Regions from separate parts of the Anser cygnoides genome. Here region 1 is linked to region 2. A link is a contact called in public Hi-C data. All regions are on one chromosome and are shown on one strand. The core of a region is the stretch at or near the end of the contact, and the rest is flanking DNA. Distances in the headings are between cores, read along the strand shown. Region 1 holds the start of HDDC2 (HD domain containing 2). Region 2 holds the start of NCOA7 (nuclear receptor coactivator 7).

Evidence for each region. A called contact is a pair of places that touch in the nucleus more often than the background predicts.
Region 1: a Hi-C map of liver shows a contact between it and region 2, with 6 times the contacts expected there. The contact joins the promoter of HDDC2 here to the promoter of NCOA7 in region 2. A contact is called at or near these places in 3 of 7 Hi-C or Micro-C datasets (granulosa cells and liver).

What each region holds. Positions count from the first base shown.
Region 1 is chr3:66,028,453-66,031,946 of Taihu_goose_T2T_genome, reverse strand. It overlaps HDDC2 (HD domain containing 2), which reads right to left and starts at 1,521. Exons shown (of 5, transcript XM_066994324.1): 1 at 1,361-1,521; 2 at 1,043-1,164; 3 at 18-120. The coding sequence starts at 1,423.
Region 2 is chr3:65,810,991-65,814,418 of Taihu_goose_T2T_genome, reverse strand. It overlaps NCOA7 (nuclear receptor coactivator 7), which reads left to right and starts at 1,265. Exons shown (of 16, transcript XM_048065604.2): 1 at 1,265-1,421.

The DNA.
Region 1 (3,494 bases), core at 272-2,771, 220 kb before region 2:
ACAGCTTATGTCTATACCTCTTCTCTCCTGTGTTTCTCCTCTTTTGAGATGTTGTCTGCAGGAGCAATATCTCCAACAATGCATTCAGCCATATCATGAACCAACGCTAATCGTATGCATCTGACAAAAAGCAAAGACAGAATAATCATTTTTTCAACATTTTAAGTTATGTCTTATTATTCATAAAGCTAAGAGCCCCCATAATTTATCCCTTTCATATATAGAGAGAGATTTTACATAATACATTTCACTTCTTTGCTAAGGGCCTAAGGGCCTTGTTTTCCATTTAGACATGATTTTAATTCCCAATTTCTATCTCCTGCTGCTTGTAAATATAGATATAAGTAAAAATATAGTTTGCACAATAGCATACAATTCAAAAGTAATGTATGTAGTTTTCACATCTCAGAAAACCAAGCATACAAGAGCTACCTACATTATACACTTCACATTATCCCTGTAACAGGTAGAACGTAATCTGCCGCCACCCCAAATTCAATTTATAAGCTGACAAAACATGCTTGCAGCTAAGCAGCTATGTCAGCCTGTAGCACAATCCTCAAGAAAGCCTTCACTGCTTTCATCAGCTCCTGAAGTGACAGCAAATATGATCCCATACTGTACTTGACAACTCGTTCAATACTAATGATGCTCTCTCTTCTATGCTGTATGATTTATGAGGCTCCCGATTGCTGCTGAGTGCTAACTCAGCCTGCCCAAATCCACCGAGAATGTCTTTGCCTTTGTTGTCTGTTGCTTCAAACTGCCTTTTACCGGGATGCCTTCAGCTTGCTTGTCTCAGGCTTGAGGGAAAGCCAGCTCAGAGCCTCAGCACTCTGATTTTAGTGATAAAAAGCCTTCGTCCCGTTCACCTCTCCAGGTAAACAGCTCAAAGGATGGAGGGAAGGGATGTGGGGAAAGCACTTCAAACACCGTCGGTGGGCCTTAAGAGCTCCTCCTCAGCAGGACGGCTGCTCTGAGCGCTGTGCCCGCAGCTCCCCCGTGGCAGCACCAGGCAGGGGAACCAGAGGGTCTCTCTCACCTGTCCTTGTTCAGGTTTTTGTCCTCGGTCACCAAGGCCATCATCGCCATCCTGTACATGTGATCCGACACGCTCTCTGGCTTTGCCACGTTCCTGTACACCCATCCCGTCCGCGGCACCCTCTGCGGGAAGGGAGCACCGCGGTCACTTAAAGGGGGAAACCTTAGGTTTTGAAGCGACACGTGGGCAAATTCCGCCCCGCTGCCACCTCGGCGCTCCGAGGCACCTGGATCTGCAGCCGGCAAGCCCCCGGCCCCCCCCGGCCCCCCCCGGGCACCTCTCCCCCGCCGCCCTGCCCTCCCGTCCCCGGCCCGGCACCTTGAGCTGCCCCAGCAGCCGCAGGAAGGCGAGCAGCCCGCCCCCGCTGCCCCCCGCCGCCATGGGCCGCCCGCTCCGCTTCCCGAGCGCCCTCCTCCTCCTCCCCTTCCTCCTCCTCTTCCTCTTCCTCCTCCTCCTCTTCCTCCCGGCCGCGGAGCACGGCCTGCCCCGGGGGGCTGCCGCGGCAGCTGGCCAGCACCTCCCCGAAGGCCGGGGAAGGGGAGAGCCGCCTGGCGGGCGTGGGTGTAAGGTCCAGCGGGGAGTTTTTACACCCAGATCTCCGGCTCCCCTGTGGCTATTACCTAATCGATTAACCGCAATCAGTACTCTAATAATAACAGCTCAGGCCGAGGAGGAAAGCAACGGGAGAAGTCCGGGTGTTTGTGGATGTGACTGCTGTGATAACGGGAACGTGGTGACTTACCACGGCCGCAAAAACAGAAGAAGAAATCCTTCCATGTGCAGGAAAGGAGTAGATAAGATTACAAGGGGATAATTACCTGACCCAAATCACAGAGACACAGAATGGGTGAGGTTGGAAGAGACCTCTGAACATCATCTAGTCCAACCCCCTGCCGAGCAGGATCACCTAGAGCACATTGTGCAGGGTGGCATCCAGGCGGGTTTTGAATATCTCCAGAGAAGGAGACTCCACAACCTCTCTGGGCAACCTGTGCCCGTGCTCTGTCACCCTCACAGTAAAGAAGTGCCTTCTCATATTCAGAAATTGCTAGCAATTCTTCAGTAAATTGACAATAAAGAGACGGACTAAGAGTAGACTTTCAATTTTAAGTCCACTGGACCTGGACCTGGAATGGCCTCTTTACACTCATTGTGTAATGTCCAGCACACAACTGATGTGCAGAAACAGCAATAATTAAAGGGCAGACAGCAGTACTGGGGGTGGTGAGAGGGGACAGGAGCCTTAATTACTCCAACGATGTGACACAAGTATACATACAGGTCACATAACTCTCCGTTGCGATGAAAGGGTCAGAAATGAAGTGTAACCACAGGCTGCACAATCTTTCCTCATCAGTATGTTTTCTTCTGATTAAATTCCCTACACTTGACAAGCTTTTCTTCAAATCTTAAAATTGCCACAAAGGTAGAGGAGTAGAAGCTGGGCTGTTATTGATATAGGCAACAGCGACAATTCTTGGTGAGGCCTTCTCTGTGAGTAGCTCATAGTTGGTCAAAACTGATCATATCAATGACCACTTAAGCATGTAGCATGCTTTTTCTTTTCCTCTTTTTTTTTTCCTAAAACAAACAAACAAAAAAAATCATCATAGTAAATGGAAGAAGCTAATGTAATTATTCAGAGAAAAGAGTGTTGTTATCACAGTTGCTGCACTAAGAGATTTAAGGTTATAGACTCCTGAAATCTGGCTACAGTCACTTCTCCTCACTTTTGCAAGTTAAATAAAAACACCAAATAAATACACTTAAATAAATAAATACACTAAATAAATAAATACACTAAATAAAAACACTTTGCAATCTGTAGCTTTTCAAAATGCATTGCATTTCTTTGTTATTTTTATATTACCAATTGAAATAGCAGACAATGGTTTAAATGTGGCAATTAAATATTCCGCTTTCAGTAAAGAACATCTGCAGTTTGCCAGATATCAACAGATGGCAGAGTATTTTTATTTTTTGCTCCCGTGTATACTTAAACACACTCCCAAATAAATAATACAGCCCAGATGCATTTTGGTCGCAATTTAAAAGCTATCTTCCCACAATAAACAAGGGAAGACATCAGTTTTACATTTGTATACAATCATAGAAATGTTGGTTGGAAAGGACCTTTGGATATTGCATAGTCCAGCCTCCCCACTGAAAGTAGGTCTGATTACAGTGTTGCCTTGACAGCTCTCAAAACCATCCAACCCTGGCTCTCCCCCCCAAAACAAAACAAAAGAAAACAGAACAACAACATGTTATTTGTCTGGGTTAACTGTCTTCTAAGTAAATAATATCCTCCTTGAACCTCCCAAGCCATTTCTGGCCGTTGGTTGTTGTTCTGTTGCCTACTATTACCAAGAAGAGTTTAGCTCTGTCCTATTTGTAAACCCCTTCAAGTAGCTGTAGGCTGCTACTATGTGACCCCTCGCATTCTTCAACA
Region 2 (3,428 bases), core at 16-2,515:
AACCCTCTGGCTCTGAAATTCATTATACAAGAAACCTTTCCCACATTAAGAAAGATAAGCTTCAGACTTTACGCTTGTGGATTCTGCAAATATGCCTTAGCTTATCTTTAACAGCCTTAGAGTCAGAAAGCAAACGTGAAGGACTCCCACGTCCTCAGGGGTGTGCTCAGGCGCTTGGGGTGTTGGTTTCAGCCTTACCAAGTCCCAGCAGAGTCAATGGTTCGTTTCAGCCCAAACCTCTCTGAGCAGGCTTGAACGCAGTGTGCACTTGGATTGAGATGGAGCTTGCTTTTGTCCAAGCTGATTGATTTTAGTATGCAGTGTTGTAGGTAACTTATAAAACTGTAACGTTAGGATTAGGCCCCATTGCACAGAGTCTTACACACTGCAAGAACTGCATTTCACATGCGCATGTTGATAGCAGCTTCTTCGGTAAGACCGAGGCATTTTCATCCTTGAGGGGACAAAGCTGAGGAGTGCTGGAGGCAGACAGCAGATCAGATTGAGGTGCCACTGTGGCCAGAGACATACAGAAAGACAGGGACGTGGCCAGGTGAGAGAGTCCCTGGTCCCAGCAGGTCACCAGTGCCCCTCGTTGAAGAGAAAGACCACGTGGGACCTGGTTTCACGCCAATGTGAGCCAAGGGTAAATGTGCCATTGTAAACACAGTGATTATTTTGGCCCCAGAGCAGGACAGGAACAACAGCTAAATATTAAGGTAGTTCTAAACCACAGGAACCGAGCTGGATTAAATACATTTGCATGCTTAACCAGCTCCATGGCGTCTGTTAACAGCACAGGCTCCTCCACCCCAAGCACTTACCGTCACCCCAAGAGAGGCTTTTGGAGGGGTACAGAATTCAGAGCTACAGAGTGGCTATGATGCTAACAGCACTCAGGGCAGGTGCTTTAAAACTAGGGTAGGTCCACATGAATGTGCAATAATATGATGAAATTTCTTTTTATCGGTGAAAGAATCCCTGATTGCAGCTGTAAGGGTATTGAAAACTTGAATGTATGTACAAGAGAAGCTTCACCGAAATAAGAAATCTTTTCCAGGGTGTGAACCCAGGCTGTAGTGGTGAGGGGACAGACCCCATGACCACCAGGAAAATAGCACGGAGAGTCACAGGGTATGTCGTAATTTTTAGAAAAGGCTTTCTTTTCCGTACAAGTCATGTGCGCTGACAAAAGATTGTGCCTCTTCTCTGGCTTCCTACATGCGATAGAGAAACCCATCAGTGAAGCTGTCAGCGATTCAGCCTCCTGCCCGCGCAGAAGCAGCCGCTGCCTGTGCCTGCGTCCCTGCGATGCCAGCTGGAGAAGAACGATCGTCCTGAGAGCCCCAGGGGAGGGATGTCAGAGAGCGATGCTCCTTGTCACCTAACACGACCGGATGGCTGTGTGTCAGTAACGCCAAGTGAGTAGCACTCAGTGTCAGAGGCTCTGTACCCCAGACTTCAGAGTCGGGTATTTAAAGATGAAAAATCAGAGCCCTTACTTTAGCTGCCAGCTGTAAACAGCATGCGATTAACTTTTCTGTTCCATATGAATGTATTAGGTATTGTTATACTCTAATTTGCCTTGTTAATTGATGTGTGACAGCAGGCTTACTAGGTAAAAATGAGTAAGAATGACATCAAAGTAATGTGTTAATTTACTGAAAGTCTTTTATTTGGATATGTTTCTTCTATACAATGGTAAGTACAAATTGTCTTTAGTAGCTGGGGTACCCACTTCAGTAGTAGGGAAAATCCTTGATGTGCACAGGCACTGTAAACATTATTCATAATTATGTGTAATGTGTGCATTTATCACTCTTCTCTTTCCCCAGCTGTTTATTTGATCTGGAAAGTCTTGGCATCAGTTTTTCTTCTTTAAGTTATCCAGGTTTCAAATGTGCATTATCCCAGTTTTGGGGAGATGGAGAGGAGCGTGAAGGAAAAATGCTGTACTGTCTTTTGCTATTTTATGCTTAATTCTATGTATGTTCAGAATGGTTACCTAACCGATAGTTTATACACATATTCTGGGAAAAAAAATGTAGCTTGGATTTCTTGTAGCTGTTTTCATCATAATATTGTTTTTATGAAATGAATTTTAAAGAGAATCTCAAAACAAGTTTTCCAAATTTTACAGCAATTCTGATATTCCTAGCTCAAAGACCATTTAATTTTAGAAGCTCTAAGGTGACTTGCTCTATCTTCTTGCAGTTTATTTTCAACAGAGGTAGGGGGCAGTATGTGAGAATTTGCAGTGTCATGTCTTAATACTGTGTGGACTAGTTATTTACTATTTACAAATAGAAAATATTTTAAAGACTCTCATGAAAAATAGAGGAGTAACTCACCAACAATATTTTTCTGAATATTTTTTCAAGTTCTACTACTGCCTCCCTTGATCTTCCATTCTTCTGACACTGTTCTTGATCCAGGGAGACCTGTGTCAGCTTTTACTTCTATCCTGTATTATAATGTATGTTATCCCGGGGTCTGGGATCAGGTATGGCAGTGGGGTGCTTCATCAAGTGTTCTCACAGAGCTCAACAAAATACCTTAGCTGAAACAAATAAGACTTTTTATTATCTCCTCATGTATGTGAACAAATCCTTTTTCTTTCACAGTCTCTTCTAGAGAGCATTTTGGAATAATCTACTGTTTTGCTGTACTAGACAGTAGAAACTGGTAAACAATAACGTGGGGAGAACTTCTCACAGATTTTCAAGCTCTGGTCGTTTTCTGTTTCACTTTTGTGAAAGTCGTAGAAATTTTCAATACCCCTGTCTGTTAAATTGTTTTAAATCTAGGCAATTGATTCAAAACTACAGGGCTAGCTGGGGAGACTTGCAAAATTCCTCTTTGCATCAACTGAAACCAAGCTAAAAATAACAATTTGTTGTTACAGAAGTCGGCCCCCAGTGCATGGTAGTATTAAGCAGAACCTCAACTAGGCATAAAAGACTGCCTGTACGAAACTAATTTAGTGACTATTTCATAGTGAAAAATGATAAGAATTCTTGGGAAAGACCAGGATGACTGTTAATGGGAATAGAAAACATCCATCTACATTTATTTTTATACCTTTTCAAAACTGGGCTGTTAACGGTATTCAGGCTCATCAGCGTAATTCTTTACTGCAGGTTATCTTCCTCAAACAAATGAGCAATAAGCTAACAGATGCAGATGTTTAAAAAAAGAGGACATGAACCATGCATGAGCAATTGTTTCTTTTTTCTGATACTGGCTAAGCTGATCTGAGTGCAGGCCATAAACTTACTGTCAGTATCTGTGACAATTTTATTCTGTGCAATGTATGCAGTTCTATCGATATACGCTGCTGTGGGTATTCAGTGGGAGATCAAAACCCATTCAGATACTGTACTGAAATATCCCAAGTCTATTCTGTCTTCCACGTGTTATTACGCATG